Linked DNA regions of Mus musculus: regions 1, 2, 4, 5 and 6 are each linked to region 3. A link is a contact called in public HiCAR-type, HiChIP or PLAC-seq and promoter capture Hi-C data. All regions are on one chromosome and are shown on one strand. The core of a region is the stretch at or near the end of the contact, and the rest is flanking DNA. Distances in the headings are between cores, read along the strand shown.

Region 1 (2,740 bases), core at 218-2,717, 310 kb before region 3:
AAAGTAGATATCAAACAAACAAACAACAACAAAACTATTAAAAATGGGGTACAGATCTAAATAGAGATTTCTCAAAAGAAACAACTCAAATGGCTGAGAAACATATTAAGAAATTTTCAGTATCATTAGCCATAAAGGAAGTACAAATGAAAACTACTTTGAGATTTCATCTTACAGCTGTTAGAGAGTTTAAGATAAAAAAAAAAAAAAAACCAAACCAAACCAAACAACAAAAAAACAAAAAATGAGAGCTCATGCTATCAAGGATGTAGAGTAGGGGGGAGCACTCGTCCACTGCTGGTGGGAATGAAAACTTGTACAGCTACTTTGGAAATCAGTGTAGATGGGAATTGATCTACCACAATGAAATTCACAGACAAATTGATGAAACTAGAAAAAAAAATCATCTTGAATGAGGTAACCCAGACCAAGAAAGACAAATATAGTATGCATTAGTTTATATGTAGATTTTATCTGTTAAGTCAATGATAATCAGGCTAAAATCCATAGACCCTCAGAGATTAGGCATAGAGTAAGGGGCTAGGATACAGATCCATTTCCGTGGCTAAAGGAAATAGGATAGATAGTTATCAATGGATAGGGGAGGGCTGGAAAGGAAAGGAATATGGGAAGAAACAGTTAAAATTTATTAAAACCTAATACAATTGAAGCTTCCTAAAATATACTCATAGATGAACATGATCTAAAAGAAATCATGAAATAATGGTGAAGAAAGAACTCCAACTAGCCATCTCTTGTCACTAAATGAAGCACTGCTTGTGTCACCAAGAACCTGAGACTAGACAGCCCAGGAACATAGGGTAAAACAAAATACTAGATACTAGATCTTTGTTCTAGAACTAACCAGTACCCCAGAGCTCTTGACTCTAGCTGCATATGTATCAAAAGATGGCCTAGTCGGCCATCACTGGAAAGAGAGGCCCATTGGACACGCAAAATTTATATGCCCCAGTACAGGGGAACGCCAGGGCCAAAAAGGGGGAGTGGGTGGGTAGGGGAGTGGGGGTGGGTGGGTATGGGGGACTTTTGGTATAGCATTGGAAATGTAAATGAGCTAAATACCTAATAAAAAATTAAAAAAAAAAAGAACAAAGCAGTAGTATAGCCCTCAATGACACTCTGCTATACTCGTAACTCTGTGCCTTGCCCAAGCGTCCTCAGAGAGGTTTCTCCCTAGAGAAGAAGGGAAAATCAGAGACCCACAGCCACATACCATCCAGAGAGTGGGAGTGTGGAACACTCATGCTTTAACAGCACATCTCCATCAAATTCCTCCCCTCAGGGCTGTGGTAGAGGGGGCAGAAAGAGTGTAAGGGACAGAGATAATGGAGGACACCAAGAAATGAGGCCCTCTAAATCAACAGAATCCACGCACATATAAGCTCACAAAGATAGAAGCAGCGTGCATGAGGCCTGCATGGCTCTGTGCCACGTGGGGTCTTAGAACTGAAAGGAGAAGTGGACACATGGCGTCATCACTAACCCAGAAGTTATCAACCCATTTGATAACCACTTGCAATTTAGTTTCCTCCAAGGAAGTCTCACTAGGGAAACTAATTATGACTAAGGTGGCTGCGTGCCCAGCAGTAAATGCCAACAGAAAATGAACTCAGTGGTAACAGTTGAGGTTCCTTGTCTCACAACGTCTCATCAGGGTGCTGGGGGTTTTGTGGTTGTTTTTGTTTTTTTTTTTGAATTATCTTCTTTTTAATCCTAATTTAATTCTTTATGTTTATTTTTTCTCTCTTTTTATCATACAGGTCTTTTTCATATATACTGTGGCTTCCAGTTTAAGGTTTGCATGAAATTCGTGAGTGTGCAGATGAACCGGTCTCATTATTCTATTTTATTATTATCCCTTAAGAAGCCTGTTTGTTTCTTAATGAGAGGCAGAAATGAGATGGATCCTGATGGGAAAAGAGGTAGGGAGAAATAGGGAGGAGTAGAAAGAGGAGAAATAGGGAGGAGTAGAAGGAGGAGAAGTAGGGAGGAGTAGAGAGAGGGGTAATGGGAGGAGTGGAGGGAAGAGGTAATGGGAGGAGTAGAGGGAGGAGGAACTGGGAGGAGTAGAGGGAGGAGGAACTGGGAGGAGTAGAGAGAGGAGGTAATGGGAGGAGTAGAGGGAGGAGTTAATGGGAGGAGTAGAGGGAGGAGGATCTGGGAGGAGTAGAGGGAGGAGGAACTGGGAGGAATAGAGGGAGGAGGAACTGGGAGGAGTAGAGGGAGGAGGAACTGGGAGGAGTAGAGGGAAGAGGTAATGGGAGGAGTAGAGGGAGGAGGAACTGGGAGGAGTAGAGGGAGGAGGAACTGGAAGAAGTGGAGGAAGGAGGAATTTGGAGGAGTAGAGAGAGTAGGAACTGCAACCAGGATACAGTATATGAACAAAAACCCATTTTTCAACAACATCATCATCAACAACAACTAAAATAAAATAATAATTTAAAAAGAAGGCGGTCTGTAACCTGGGCCTTCCTCCCAGGTCCCTGGCAAACAACACGTTTTGGAGCACTGGATCACCCTGGCCTTGTAAGCAACTTCTGAGTGAGATCCTGGGCAGTAGAACAGTTTAGGACAATCCTACCCAGCCAGCTCTTTTCACTGCTGGACACTGAGCACAATGCAAGGACACTCGCTGAGCCAGCAGCTGGGGACGCTGGCACACAGTGCAGGCTTCTCTCATTTGCTGGCCACATGCCCAGGACATCAAGCTGCTCTCTAA
Region 2 (2,778 bases), core at 28-2,527, 400 kb after region 3:
TTCTGATAAACTGCCATATTAATTTATACACTGACATCAACTTCAAGAGTTACCTAGCACATAAGCCTTAAAGAAAATGAGAAGTTACTTTGAAAACCATCAATCTTTTAACCATATTTGTTGAATTTGGCAGTTTTTTGTTGCTATTGTTAGTGTTACCACTTCTTTCTGTTGACCCAATTAGAATCTAATGTTTATTATTTCAGGTGCTATGTCTTATATTGTTTTGCTATTAAGCTTTTAAGGATAGGCCATCTTTAACACAGATTATTATGCCATTTGTATGTAACCTGCATTAAGAACTATTTGTATCATTAAACTTAAGACCTATCATTTAATCTTGCTCTGAATGGCCTCTAAGAGGAACTTAGTTATACACACTCCTCATAGATTTGTTCTACTTAATTTCAAGTTTAATATTCCATTGTCCAATTAAGCTTCATCACTAGTGACAAGAGTATCAGAATCATGACCAATGACTTCTTAGGGCCTATAAACTCCATTAAGGGATTTGTTAAGGTTTTGGCAGCATTGTGTTTTTCTTTTTTCTTTTTTAAAAGAACTATCAGAACTATTTTCTTAACATTTTCAATATTTCCTTTCACTTCAAACTCATTTTTTAAAAAGCTACTATACACCAATTCATTAAGCGCTTAACAGATGTCACTAACCAAAATATGGCACAGATCGCAGCCCCCCTTCCCACACCTGAAAACTCCTTCATATTAATTCTTAACTTATTGTCTTGGTATGCTTAATTAAAAAATCAAACCCAAATGTATCTCGACTCTGGGTATAAAGCTCGATGCATACTATTATGGAGGAATAGGATGCATTTCCTAATTTAAAGGGAACCCTCCATTTTGAGAGAGATAGCAACTGTTCCAGTTCTCATCTCATTGGGTGGAGCCCCCCATTTCAGAGGCCTGCGCTCGGGTACTGACAGATCACTGTCGCTGCGGTACACGGGCCCTTCTGAGGTCCTGAGGGGGTCTGCTCTAACTCAAGGCTCCAAATCATTTCTACTGCACTTTCTTCAAGGTTCTCTGAAAACACAAAACCGAGGCTTCTGGGGCGATCGTCAGGGGAAGCAGGGAAGAAAGGTCTTTGGTCTAGCAGGCGAGGCCTTCCGAATCGCAAAGCGAAGACTCTGCCACGATGCTACCTGCGAGGTGGCCGGCCGCCCACAGCCGCCCGCCCCACCGCTCCGGACACGCGCCTCACCTTTCACAGAGAGAACCTCACCGAGAACTTCCTTTCCGGGTTCGCCCCTTCGCTGCTCAGGATTGGCTCCTGTGAGGTGACGGAGCCATTCTGTAGCCAATGAGAATCTAGACATTCTGTGATGTCACGTCATCAATGGATCTCGCGAGAAGTACGGATGCCGCTCTCCCGCGCCTAATTCAGGTTTCTGGGAGCGGTTTTCTTGTGGTTCTGGAGACTCCCGCCCCCTTTTCCTGAGGTAGAGATGGCTTGTGGCCTCCCTGGTCGACTCTGACAAGTCCATGTTGGGTAACTTAGGCTTTGCTACGGTCTTGTAGCGTGCGGGTCCGGGGCGAACGGAAGCCCCGAGTGCGTGGGGCCGTTAGGGAAGACGGGCCGGGTGGGCATGGAGGGATGCGGGCTCTGCGTTCCGCCTCGGAGTCCGCCTCGGAGTCCCGCGGGTGGGAGGTCTCCTGTAGTGGCAGCGCCGCCTTCGCCGAGCTGGGGATGCGAGGTGTTCCACTTAGACCATGTGTTGGTTATTTATTCTGTCTTTAAATGTGGGCTGCCCCATAAAACCCATGTTAGTGTTAAGAGTATGGGGTGGCCTCTGATTCAAAGTCCTGCGCGGAGCAGCTTAAATTATGCACGTAGAAAGTTACGTTTCATTTTTCCTGTCCAGGGGTTTACTACACACCAATCTCATGAAGAAGATAGTAGAGAAATAGTAGTGATAGTGCAATTAGGACTTCACTTCAGGATGTGGCTTTCTGTTCTTAGGTCATGAAACAATTATAGTAAGTGTTGAAGACGTACATAGGACTTTCTCAAAATCACTAGCGCTTGTTCAAAAAGTCTACCCTGCAACTGAGCTCATGTTAGTGAAATATGTGCAACCTTTATAATATGTGCATTTTGGTATTTATTTTTAGAGTTTGGATTCGAGTGGTTTTTCTGACATACCTGAACACTTGGAGAGGAACCTGGTACAGAGGAACTCTACTATAAAAATGAGCCCCACAGATCCACTGTAAGCCTGACATATTAATTGTGATGACCTTACGAGAAAAGTGATATTTTAATATAAACAGCAACAGAATTTAATAATGGATAGAGTATCCCCCAAAACGTCTGTCATGCATAATTAAAAGCACATACTTATGCTTATTAGCAATAAATAAATAAATAATGAGGTGGAGCAATAGATGAATGTGTTGCAGTAATTACATGGCCATGCAGGGAGGCTCATGCTCTCTGGCTTTGTCTTAGTCTCGAGTCTATAAATAGTCCTTTAGAGTAAGTTACCCTAGTTGAAGTGAATTTGAACAAAATGGAAAGAAATAAAAGGACTATAGAAGTCAGGTGGCAGAAGAAAATCCTTGAACACGAGTGGTGTCTTCCACTCTGGTTTCAAGTTCTTGGTCAAAATTAGCTGTTTAATGTTAGGAAGATCAGCAGTTCTCTGGCTTGCCTGGTTTTATTTTCATTTGCATAACTAGACTAATAATACTCCTTTCCAGTTAATTTTGAGGTCTGAATGAGAGTGGAAGGGTACAGCTGTGGGAGCTGAGAAGT
Region 3 (2,720 bases), core at 25-2,524:
GGGAGAAGTCAGAGAGGCAGGACAGGGTGTCTTACTGCGGAGACCTGGCAGAGGAGAGCCAGTCAGCAGTTTCTGTATGGCCCATGGAAGGCTTTCTCGGTGTTTGATCCCTGCCGCCAGACAGACCCAACACTGTGAAAGGTCACTTGATTGCAATGGTCTGATAATCTACAGATACGAAGATTCAGGAAAAACTGGTTTGTCCTTTCTGCGTGGGTACTACCCCCACTGAGCTTCCCAAAGTCCTTGCACTGTCAGAAGCTTTCCCCTAGCAGAAAGGGCAGTGATTTTCTAGCCTCAAGACCAGCTCACTCATCTCACCAGCTGGGTGGTCTTCTGCAAGCTCCTTCACCCCTCCTTGTCTGGAGCTGCTTCCTGTAAAGTGGGGTGAACTTGCCCACCGCCCAAATGTTGCTGAGGGGATGTGGGCGGGCCTGGGAAGCTTGTGCTTCCCGCGGATCTGCCCGGTCTTGGCCACCAAGGGCTGTCTCCCAGTTCATGTTCTCTACTACCCAGGAAACCAACCAGACACTGCAGACGTCTGAGCCCAAGAGGAGGGAGGGCCATCTCCTCGGGGAACCTCCCGCCCCTGCGGCTTAAGTGGAGACTCCCACCCAGGCAAGGCAGGCTGCAGTTTGGGGATGGGGAGACGCTGGGGGGTAGATCTGAACTTCAGATCCCGGTTCTCCCGAGTCCTGCTTACCTGCGGCTCCAGCAGCCCGCGCTGCTCGGCACTGCGGGACGCCGGGCGCGCAGCGCGAAACGCGGAGAACACGGGGATGCGGTGGCCAGGACTGTACAGAGTGGCGAAGCGCTCGGAGCCCGCGAAGCGTTGACAGATCCTCACGTGCGCTTCGGTCGCCAGCCCGGCGGGTGGGGTCCCCTTGTAGAAGAAACGGTCGCATTCGCCGAAGCCCGCTTGCTGCGGGAGCAGCAGCCGGGCCTGCAACAGCCCTGCCAGGGCCAGGAGGCCGCCCAGCGCCAGCCAGCGCGCACAGCCCATGGCGGCCTCTGCGCGGCCGGGCGCCGCTAGAGCAGGGAAGTCCGCGGTGAGCCTCTCTGGCGGGGCGGCTCTGGGCCAAGGCCGCGCCCCTTCTCCGCCTCCACCCCGAAGATGGCTGCAGTGCTCAGCCGCGGCTTTCTGCGGCTGCACCCACCCCTGGAGACCGGACACCTGCCGCGGCGCTGCTGTGTGCCAGAGCTCCCCCTCCGCGCTGGACTGGCTTAGCCCAAGGGGCTGTCCCCAGGGCTGGCGCTGAGAAGTCGGACCTTGCGTGCACCAGGTTCCTCCGGGATGGGGAGATGTCCACAGAGGAGACGGTGCCTACCCTTCCGCATCAGACCCCAGTTAAGAAACCCTGTTAAAGCCGGGTTTTTGGTAGAGGCAGGGGGATCCGTAAGACCCTGCTAAATAAATAAATAAATAAATAAATAAATAAATAAATAAATAAATAAATAAATAAATAAATACTGATAAAGGAAGTTCTTAGGCAGACAGCACAGCCCGGCCGTGGTTTACTTGGTATGAGCATTAGATATCAAACCGAAACTCAGAAGGGAACAAGACAGCCAACACCCTGTATTCATCCCACTGCTCACATGCCTCTGCACACCCCCACCTTGAATTAGTAGAGTGATAACCGACAAGAGCAGGATCTCTGTTTGGTGAGCCTAGTATTAATTAAAAAACAAGCAAACAAACAAACAAACAAACAAAACATGCTGTTTACGGAATCACTGAAAACCCAGTGTTAATCCACTGCGTGACTCCTACAGGGTTTTAGGATACAGTGAAGGAAGTTGGCCTGAAAAGATGATATCTGAACTGACACCCTGAGGAAGGCAGCCCCAAGCTGGACTTTCCCAGAGGGGAAAAGAATGTGGGAGGGACTTGAGACAGGCTGGTGGAATAAAGAGCAGAGGAATCTGGCTGGGATGTGAGCAGAGTGATTGACTAGGATTAAGAAGCCCAGCCCCGGTTCCCACTCCCAGTAAATAACTAGCTGTGGTGGTGTGCACAGGGACCAGGAGTTCAAAGGCAGAATGGGCTTCTTGGACCCTGACTCAAACTGAAGTAATTAATTTAGTTTAAAAATAAAACTGAGGTCTGGAGCAACAGTATACATTAGGTTAGGGAACTGAGAAGGGCGACTTAGGCTCGTAATTCCGGGACAGAGGTTAAGACCAGCCTGGACTACAAATCAAGACCGTTTCAACAAACAAACAAACAAACAAAATAAATAAATAAAACATCACTGAAAGCTTGGATCTTTCTACCATAACCAGGTTGGGGAGATGGCTTCATGGTCACAGTGACTGCCACGCAAACTTGGCAGCGGGGGTCCAGATATAAGCAAGAGGATCTGTTTGCGTTTGATGCACAGAACCTGAGTTTAAAAAGAAAAGCAGGGCAAGGTGGCACAGACTTGTGATCTCATGTTGGGGGCACAGAAACAGCTAAGTTCTTGGGGCTTGAAGATCAGCTTGGCTTCCTTGGTGAGCGTCAGGTCAGTGAGAGTCAATGTGGACAGCTCTAACACCCAGGACTCTAGCTGTGTACATATCTCTGCCCCACTGCCTCAGACCCACAGTAGGCTTCAGTTTTATCCAAGCCTCCTGTGGGCTGCTGCCAGATATAAACATCTAATGTTGATAATACTGTCGACTTGACTTCCTTGTGCTCATAGCAAAAGACACTGTTTTTGATTTTGCTTTTGATT
Region 4 (2,700 bases), core at 124-2,623, 370 kb before region 3:
ATCTATGTGGTCACCTTGGGTCTAGGCAATGATTCATTAGTTTACCCATTCTAATTTCCTCACCCTGCTTAAAACATCATTGTACCCAATGGAATATAGGGCATTGGTTACTATCAGGACCCACAGGCATAAATGATACCATAAAAGAAAACAACAGTTTTTGGCTAATTAGAATCAATCTGGTACCACCCAGTGGCTGCCGTATAAACCCAGTCCCCACTGTGAAATAGCAGCCAGCAGGACTGTCTTCATTTGCATGGCAGGAATTTCATGGTGGGAACCCTAACCCAATGGACATCTCTCAAATAAAAGCCACCCTGTGCCAGTCAAGTACCACTGCTATTGCCCAGTCCCTCAGCTTTCTTGTAGCGTGTAGAAAAAAACGAGCCATTTTCTACTCTGCCCTTCTCTGCGCCACAACACCCACCTTCAAAGACTCATTGACACTGTGTAACCAGTATTGGACTGCAACAAAAATAGCAACAGTTTCCTAAGCCTGTTGTGCTAGTCCACTAGTCTGCTTTCTGCCTACATCCTCAGTGTGCACACACAGCTCCATGCACAGAAACCATTCTCTATGACCTGATGAGCTTGCTCCTCTCTATCACTGAACACTCTCTTTGCCCACAATGTCCTTCTAGCCCTCTTCAGGACATAGATCCAAAACTCCTCACCCACCAATCCTTCTCAGACTAGGTCAACTTCTTTTTTGAACACCTGAAAAATATCTGCACAAAAGTTAGCCATTTATCATCTTGGAGTGGCTGTTTATTTCTATAGTCAGGTTAGTGGTTCTCAACCTATAGACCATGGCCCTTTTGGGGTCTCAAATAACCCTTTCATTGGGATTGCATGTCAGGTATACTGCATATAAGATATTTATATTATGATTTGTAACAGGAGCAAAATTACAGTTAGAATGGCAATGAAAATAACTTTTGCTTGGGATCACCACACCCTGAAGTACTGTATTAAAGGCTCCCAGCATCAGTAAGCTTGAGAAGCAAGGGAACAGGGTCTCAGTGCTATAGCTCAGACTGGTGTGGGGCTCACTATGAAGCCCAGGCTGGCCTCAACCTCATAATGATCTTCCGGCCTCTTGAGTGCTGGAATCTTAGGTTTGAGCCACCATGCCCATCTGAGTATTTGCTTTGTTTTCTATCCCTAACTAGATTTTATCCAAACTCCTACACAGATGTGGTCCTCAACAATTGTTTCTTAATACGTTCGTTTCATTCCAAACAATTATTTCCATTGGGTAATGAATGCTGAAGTTGTAAATAAATTTAAGAAGAGACCTTGCCTTCCCAGACCTACAGCCCTACAGAAAGCCTGCACAGCTTGCCTTCGCTCCTGTCTTGTTATTTTAGATTTAAAATTAGAAACATATGTTGATTTGCAAGACGGGCATTTTTCCTTGTTTTTTTTCCCCCTGCACTTCTGAATAAACCTTTAAAACCCCACTATGTCAAGAAACAGCAATGAAAATGAAAAAGCGGGAGTGGGTAGGTTGGGGAGCAGGGTAGCAGGAGGGTATAGGGGACTTTTGGGATAGCCTTTGAAATGTAAATAAAGAAAATATCTAATAAAAAAGTTGTTAACTCAAAAAAATGTCAAATTATAATACTGCCTTCTGCAATACACACACACACACAGAGAGACACAGACACTAACACTCACATAAACACAAATCTACACAAACACACCAACACACAAATATACTACACATAAACTCTCATATACACATTAACATACAAGGAGACACACACAGAGACAAATACACACAGGCACACATAAACACACATGCACATACATAGTCACACAGACAAACACACAGCACTGTTGGTATATTTACAAAGATCCATGTAGAGAAATAGAAATCTAGTTTTAGATTTGAATTTTTCCCTCAAGTCATAAAACATAAACAAACAAACAAACAAGAAACCACAGACATTAACTGAAACTCCAGTGTATAAAACCTCTTAGTCATCACCACCAGGCTCTTTCAAAAACCAATTTCCTGGTGAAAAGACTGATTCATAGCTCGTGAAATCGTGGTTCCTGCCTGCCTGCCTGATGAATGGAAGCAATTGAAAAGGTCACCACTAGGGCTCAGGTTTGACATGGGGCCTTCCGAAAGAGGAGCTGGGCTTAAACTGCTGCTGTGAGTGCATTTCCTACTCTGATGACATCACACAATGCAAAAGGATTCTTCTCAGACCCTAACCCAGAAGAGAGTGAACTTCCATGGACAGCCATGCAAATCTTATGACATCCCATAATCATCACAGCAATCAGTAAATTAATTGTGCAGTGAAATTTTGGCCTTGTCTGGGAAGTCCCCCACCAGCGCTGATGTCATGTCTGTAGCTAACATTTGACGTTCTCAACACTGTTGATGAATGACAGCTCAGTTCTCAGTGCAGACCATGGGGTAGCCTGGGAGGTATCCCAAGAGGTTGTTTCTTGGTTATCTTGCATTCTGTGGGAGGAGTTTCCTGCTCTCTGAGCTACTGGGGTCCCAGAAGCAATGCTGCCTCCTTGCCTCCTTCAGAGTGTTTTGCAGGATGGACATCTGTTGGCCCTTGGCCTCTGTTTCCTCTTCTCTCCACTTCTTTGTAAACACCACTAAATGTCACAGGACCAAGGCAGATCGGTGCGTTCAGAAGATGCCTGTGCTTTGTGTGGTCAAATCCTGAA
Region 5 (2,700 bases), core at 29-2,528, 480 kb before region 3:
CCGGAGGGAGAATGGCCAACAAAGCTCTGTGTAATTGGCAGAACTATATTTGCTTGTTTATTGGGCTTAGGATATTGGTACATCGATCAATTGTTTTGTATTCTTCATTTTGGAGAAATGGTTTTCTAAGCTACAATGGTTTGCATCTTTTTGTACTGATCTCTGGGGCTTGTTCTTTTAGGTTTCGCTAGTTTTAAGTTTTAACTGTGGTTTTAGCATAACATGCAGTTTATCTTCCGAGAGGTTCTTAAGTTCATAGCTTAGTAGTGTTAAGGGCATGGTTCGGTAGGTTAAATTCACATTGTTCTAAAGTCTATCTCTAGAATGATTTTTATCTTACAAAACTGAAACTCTCTACCTACTAAATGTCTCTCTGTTTGCCTCTCCCCTCATCCCCTAGAAACCTCATTCTGTTTCTAAGAGTTTAGTCATCTCTTTGCCTCTCTCAAGCATGAACATGGAGTTGGCTCACCATGAGCAGCTTACTTCCCTTTACATAGGAGCCTCAATTTTATCCACCTTACAGAATGCTTCCTAGTTTCCCCACAAAGGGATTTGAGGTGGAAATGGTGAGAAACTATGGACAATGTAGCCATGGGAAAAAAAAAAATCAATCCGTGTGCTGAGACTGGAAGGTTCTACATGAAATTCCCCCAATCGAGAATCATTTGTAGGAACTGGAGAACCTTTGATCTTCCAACCTTGTTGTGAAAAAACAAATGTACCTGGGAATAAGAAAACCTTTAGGAGTCAAAACGTTGACTGGTTAGGAAGTAAAATCAAGGCTCCAAAGTGGGCGCAGAGGTGACCAGGGACCAATACAAAGAAAATGCAGAGCACAGGAGGGCTGGAGGGACAGTGGGGCCTGAGGGATGGCCTGGGGGCTAAGTGTCTGGGCAGAAGCCTTCTCCCTATGAATACTCTCAGACTCTCTGTATTGTCATAGAAAGCAGGTTATTGTCTGACAAGGGTAGGTTTGTGACAGTGCCCTTTTGGCTTGGGTGGTTATTTTAAGAAGATCTGGACAACAAAGGAAAGGCCCGAAAGGCCCGGGTGATAGGGAAACCAGATGACAGCTACACATACAACTTGCAGGGGATTGCACATGGTTAGGTGTGAATGCTCAGCCAGCACTCTGCAAGGCCCCCTCTCTCAGGAGCATTAAAGCACCTTCCATATAGTTCCAGGAATGGCCTCCTCCACCAGCTCTTCTGTTGCATATCCTGCTGCCTGCTTGACATTTCTATGTAGATGACTAAAATGTAACTCAAATGGATGTCTTCAGCACCGCATCAGCCCCCAGTCTCTCCCTAGAGCTCTGCCTCTGATACACTGCCAAGGTTCAGGAAATGGTTACCAGTCATGACTAAACATTTAGGGGAAGTGCTGCTCATTTGCTTTGGCCTGTGTGGTTCTCCCCGGAAAGACATTCACCTTCTCCCATCTTCTCTGGACTTTTCAGCCCAAGCATGATCGTTTCTTTCTTTTTTTTTTAAACAATACTTTTATTTATTCCTTGAAAACTTTATATATGTATACAATGTGTCTTGATTATGTACATTCATTCTTTCCTTCCAGCTCCCTGTCGGCTCTGAAACCCATTTTCCTCCAAACATTCTTTTTCTTTCCTTAAAAAAAAAAAAAAAATATATATATATATATATATATATATATACATACATACATACACACACACACACACACACACACACATATATTATCCCTTAGTGCTGCTTGTATATGTGCAGGTATGGAAACAGAGGCCACACCCCCAAGACATTAGTAACTGGTCTTTCTGCCTCATAACAGCTGGTCTACACCAATGGTCCAAAATTTAGACTCGGGCTCCTTCAATGCCTTCTCAGTGCACTCGGAATAAGATTCAAAATCTCTACCATGGGTCTAGGTCCTGATGAGACCTCTGGCCTCACCCAGTTCTCCCTTCCCTTGCTACGGGCTTCTCTCACCAAGGCTGTTCTTTCTACCAGAATCTTTCAGATCTTGTCTCTGTGGCAATCTGGTCAGACATTCCTTTAGAAGGGTTGCCCTCTGACACCCGCCACAGCCATCATTCACACCTGTCACTCGGTCCTTCCTGATCTGGACTAAGCCTGTCCGGCATCCGTGTGTTCATCTCCTTACGCCTCCTAGAGCTTGGAGGCGAAGGGAGCCCATCTGTCTGCCAGCCGCATGCCCAGAAGGCAGTCACCGTCTGACACAAAAGTAGATGTTCCAGAACTATGTGCAACTAACTTAGGCAAATCCTTCCCAGACATTTTTGGGAACGTGCAGGTGGATGCAGCAGGTGGGAGCCATGTCTTCCAGACAGATTTCTGCTCCTGCGAAGGAGGAAACACAACGTGTTTAGTTGGCCCATTACAGCAAGCTCTGGAGTCTTCAGGTTGCAGGGCAGGTGTGTTCGGAGGGGCAAACAATGTCGGACTGATGATCTTCCTTTCTGGCTTTGTGAAGAATTGGGAAGATGAAATCAGTGATTTCAAGATGAGTCACTGGAAACAAGGGGTTTCGCAGAACACCCTGAAGTTTAAAAAGGCGGATACAAAGCCTCAACAGAAACACAGCCAGCTCTCCCTCTCTCAGGCCTCGGAAAGCCTCGCAGTGCAGACACAGCCAGCTCTCCCTCTCTCAGGCCTGCAGACACAGCCAGCTCTCCAGCTCTCAGGCCTCGGAAAGCCTCGC
Region 6 (2,739 bases), core at 21-2,520, 320 kb after region 3:
GAGCCACAGTCACGATGTCGCTTTGTCATCTTCATTCCTCCCAAAGGTTTTAAATAGAAAATGAGACACGATTACTGCACCTCCATGGCACCCACAGGAATGTATTTAAAGTATGTTTTCTTCCACATCCTTCCAATCCCCCATGAAGGTGAAATTCTTTGCAACCCTGTGTTTAAGCCACGTTCATGTGTGCTGTAACCTTCCTTCCCAGCTGGTGGCGCTATTGTACAGGGTTGTGGAACCTTTAGGAGGCAGGGCTTAGCTGAAGGAAGTGGGTTGCTGGCGAGCTAGGACTTCCTGTCCTGTCTCTGCCTCTGAGCCATGGGTACAGAAGAGAGCCACCAGCCTCTCCAGACACTACAGTTGAATGCCTCCCCATCCAAGACACCCTGATCCCCTCAACTGTGAGCCAAAATAAACCGGTCCTCTCTTTAGTTGCTTAGTGCCACACATTTGGTCACAGCAATGAGAAAAGAAACTGATAAGTATCTAGAAAAAAAAGTGGCACTTTAAGCAGAGTTATGAGATTTGAGTCTAGCACAGTGCCTGGCATACAAGTGTGCTGACTAAAATGTGTCATCCGTTCACTGATCATCTGATCTTATTATGTGGTTCTCCTTACTAAAGCCAGCTACATTATCTTTGACGTCTACCGCTCTTACAATAATTCTACACAACGGGCATAGGGATTTTTATAAGATCTGAGGCTCAGGGTGACTAATTAACTCAAGGTCTCATGGCTGCCAAGTGGAAGTTCTAGGACTCAAACCCAGTGCTGCGCTGAAGCTGGCTGCATGTTTCTTTTCTCTTTACAACCAGCAGCTTTGATGAGATGCTAGTTAACTTAGGTGACGGTCACAGCAGGAGAGCCAGAATGGGGCTTATTGTAGCAACTGCCTGAAGCCTGGTAGCATTACTGGGATGTGGCACTTTTAAAACCTGGCGTTAAAAACATTTAGATGCTTAGGCTTCATCCATGATCAATGAAATCACTATGTGTGTGTGTGTGTGTGTGTGTGTGTGTGTGTGCGCGCGCGCGGGGGGGGGGGGTGATGGTAGCTAAATGGTAGAACAATTGCCTGACACATTTGAGGCCCTGAGTTTGACCCCCAACACTGAAGGAACAGAACAAAAAGCTGTTTCTGTGGTAAGGTCTGTCTCCCGCAGTGTAGACCACTCCTCCTCATGGTGAAGACAGTGTAAGAGAGTAAGAGGAGCCTACACAACGCCCAGCCTGTTGGAATCTGAATTTAAGCACAGATTTCATAATCCTATGCTGCTCTCTGGAGTTAACTCAAAGTTGATTCTCTAAGCATTGCAGCTCCCAGCACAGTAAAGGACAGTGTACATGCGCCCTCTGGTGGATCTATTCAGAAAGGCACCCTCGACAGGGGCAAAGCTGGTTAGACAAGGGACATAGACTTCATGCACACTGATTAATACAAGGCATCTGGTTAGATAGGCCTCTAGCCCACCCGTGCTGGTTCGTTTAATCAAGTCAACACAAACTCGAGTCACCTGGGAATCAGAAACTTCAAATAAGGAATTACCTCACCCGATTAGCCTGTGGGCAAGTCCGTGTTTTCTTGATTAATGATAAGATGTGAAGGTGACTAGTCCACTGCGAGCAGTGCCACCCCTGGACAGATGGACCTGGGCTGCATTCAAGGAAGCTGAGAAACAAGCAGCAGCCCTCCGTGGTTCCTGTTCCTGCTCCTGCTCCTGCTCCTGCTCCTGCTCCTGCTCCTGCTCCTGCTCCTGCTCCTGCTCCTGCTCCTGCTCCTGCTCCTGCTCCTGCTCCTCCTCCTGCTCCTGCTCCTCCTCCTGCTCCTGCTCCTGCTCTGTGGTTCCTGCTCCTGCTCCTGTTGAGTTCCTGCCTTGATTTCTGTCAGTGATGGAGTGTGATCAGGACATGTCACCCGACGCCTTTCTTTCCCAAGTTGCTTTCACTCATGGTGTTCATCACAACAGACAGCAAACTCGGGCAACCTTAAAAGCTTGACAGAAGGACACTATGACACAGATTGCCATTGCCTTGTGTCTCTGAGGACTCCTGTATATGACCCCAGCTTCCTCAGGAGGAGCTCACACATGAAATCCCTGCAAGGTTTTCTCAGTTTTTCAATACCGTGCATTAAGGCAGGAGAGAGTTGTGGCTTCTCTCTCAAGTCCGTTTGCATGACATGTTAATCTCATCAACTCTGGCTAATCTTGTGACTAATCCATAATTTTATCAGTTGCCAAGTGTTCAATACAGTCTAGTCATACAGCTGTGGATATTAAATGTGAATGCCAGGCTTGACAGTGGTCTGACCAGAGCTCCCCAACACAACTCAGGAAAAAGTTTTGGCCTTGTGTGGTAGTGCTTACCTGCATAGTGCCAGTACTCAGGAGCTGAGGCAGGGGTACTGTTACAGGTTTTAGAGCAGCCTGGATTCCATGACAAGACTGTCTCAAGACAGAGAAAGGAGAAGGTAGGAGAGGAAAGGAGGGAGGGAAGAAGGAAGAAGGGGAAAAGAACAACAAACGAATGTTTTTAGTGCAATGTGACAATACTGCTGCCTGGTGTCCCTCAGGTACCTGGCTCCTCCTCAAGAAGGCCTCAAGAAGACCTGCATGCACACACATGCATGCACACACACACACACGCACACAACTTCCTATGACCTTACACCATGGGAAGATTTTGGAAATAGTCTTTCCTTCTTCAAAACTTTTCTCTTCCCTCTGTCTACACTG

The links. Promoter capture Hi-C pulls out the DNA fragments that hold promoters and counts their contacts. HiCAR-type assays count read pairs that join an accessible place to other places. HiChIP or PLAC-seq counts read pairs in DNA pulled down with a chosen protein or histone mark. Capture Hi-C pulls out chosen DNA fragments and counts their contacts.
Region 1: a contact with region 3 is called in an H3K4me3 HiChIP or PLAC-seq map of bone marrow-derived macrophages, with 2.9 times the contacts expected there. The contact joins the enhancer-like site here to the promoter of Endod1 in region 3. A contact is called at or near these places in 4 of 39 promoter capture datasets (the C10 cell line, embryonic stem cells, hippocampal neurons and 1 more), 5 of 115 datasets of contacts at active chromatin or transcription factors (bone marrow-derived macrophages, double positive thymocytes and embryonic stem cells) and 2 of 9 other capture datasets (adipose tissue and liver).
Region 2: a contact with region 3 is called in a promoter capture Hi-C map of adipose tissue. The contact joins the promoter of Ankrd49 here to the promoter of Endod1 in region 3. A contact is called at or near these places in 21 of 39 promoter capture datasets (the 3T3-L1 cell line, 3T3-L1-derived adipocytes, the C10 cell line and 14 more), 3 of 484 Hi-C or Micro-C datasets (the G1E-ER4 cell line, muscle stem cells and pre-B cells), 5 of 115 datasets of contacts at active chromatin or transcription factors (the SCID.adh cell line, bone marrow-derived macrophages, large pre-B cells and 2 more) and 3 of 9 other capture datasets (adipose tissue, embryonic stem cells and pancreatic islet).
Region 4: a promoter capture Hi-C map of second pharyngeal arch cranial neural crest shows a contact between it and region 3, with 2.3 times the contacts expected there. The contact joins the enhancer-like site here to the promoter of Endod1 in region 3. A contact is called at or near these places in 4 of 39 promoter capture datasets (the HPC-7 cell line, cranial neural crest, liver and 1 more), 5 of 115 datasets of contacts at active chromatin or transcription factors (the NIH/3T3 cell line, astrocytes, bone marrow-derived macrophages and 2 more) and 3 of 9 other capture datasets (adipose tissue, embryonic stem cells and liver).
Region 5: a contact with region 3 is called in a HiCAR-type map of Th17 cells, with 5 times the contacts expected there. The contact joins the enhancer-like site here to the promoter of Endod1 in region 3. A contact is called at or near these places in 14 of 39 promoter capture datasets (the 3T3-L1 cell line, 3T3-L1-derived adipocytes, the C10 cell line and 10 more), 2 of 15 datasets of contacts at CTCF or cohesin (the NIH/3T3 cell line and large pre-B cells), 4 of 484 Hi-C or Micro-C datasets (bone marrow-derived macrophages, cerebellar granule neurons, cerebral cortex and 1 more), 24 of 115 datasets of contacts at active chromatin or transcription factors (the 230-238 cell line, SST interneurons, T-cell acute lymphoblastic leukemia and 17 more) and 4 of 9 other capture datasets (adipose tissue, embryonic stem cells, liver and 1 more).
Region 6: an H3K4me3 HiChIP or PLAC-seq map of pro-B cells shows a contact between it and region 3, with 3 times the contacts expected there. The contact joins the enhancer-like site here to the promoter of Endod1 in region 3. A contact is called at or near these places in 15 of 39 promoter capture datasets (the 3T3-L1 cell line, the C10 cell line, the HPC-7 cell line and 8 more), 3 of 484 Hi-C or Micro-C datasets (the C2C12 cell line, adipose-derived mesenchymal stem cells and embryonic stem cells), 16 of 115 datasets of contacts at active chromatin or transcription factors (the 230-238 cell line, the NIH/3T3 cell line, the SCID.adh cell line and 11 more) and 1 of 9 other capture datasets (embryonic stem cells).

The regions. Positions count from the first base shown.
Region 1 is chr9:14,072,909-14,075,648 of GRCm38.p6, forward strand. No RefSeq gene overlaps it. Among named protein-coding and RNA genes, the nearest start is that of 1700019J19Rik, 16 kb to the right of the region's middle. Within about 2 kb of position 1,468, at least 62 of the 459 cell types and tissues checked have an H3K27ac peak or open chromatin away from gene starts, as enhancers often do. A contact at or near this core is called in bone marrow-derived macrophages, where this site is marked.
Region 2 is chr9:14,783,296-14,786,073 of GRCm38.p6, forward strand. Ankrd49 (ankyrin repeat domain 49) reads right to left here and starts at 1,278. Exons shown (of 3, transcript NM_019683.4): 1 at 1,225-1,278. Mre11a (MRE11A homolog A, double strand break repair nuclease) reads left to right here and starts at 1,359. Exons shown (of 20, transcript NM_018736.3): 1 at 1,359-1,462; 2 at 2,136-2,233. The coding sequence starts at 2,214.
Region 3 is chr9:14,379,968-14,382,687 of GRCm38.p6, forward strand. Endod1 (endonuclease domain containing 1) reads right to left here and starts at 1,275. Exons shown (of 2, transcript NM_028013.3): 1 at 704-1,275. The coding sequence starts at 1,003.
Region 4 is chr9:14,008,333-14,011,032 of GRCm38.p6, forward strand. No RefSeq gene overlaps it. Among named protein-coding and RNA genes, the nearest start is that of 1700019J19Rik, 80 kb to the right of the region's middle. Within about 2 kb of position 1,374, at least 46 of the 459 cell types and tissues checked have an H3K27ac peak or open chromatin away from gene starts, as enhancers often do. A contact at or near this core is called in second pharyngeal arch cranial neural crest, where this site is marked.
Region 5 is chr9:13,903,238-13,905,937 of GRCm38.p6, forward strand. No RefSeq gene overlaps it. Among named protein-coding and RNA genes, the nearest start is that of Fam76b, 77 kb to the left of the region's middle. Within about 2 kb of position 1,279, at least 18 of the 459 cell types and tissues checked have an H3K27ac peak or open chromatin away from gene starts, as enhancers often do. A contact at or near this core is called in SST interneurons, Th17 cells, cerebral cortex and 1 more, where this site is marked.
Region 6 is chr9:14,697,826-14,700,564 of GRCm38.p6, forward strand. No RefSeq gene overlaps it. Among named protein-coding and RNA genes, the nearest start is that of Gm10706, 5.3 kb to the right of the region's middle. Within about 2 kb of position 1,271, at least 42 of the 459 cell types and tissues checked have an H3K27ac peak or open chromatin away from gene starts, as enhancers often do. A contact at or near this core is called in the 230-238 cell line, T-cell acute lymphoblastic leukemia, pro-B cells and 1 more, where this site is marked.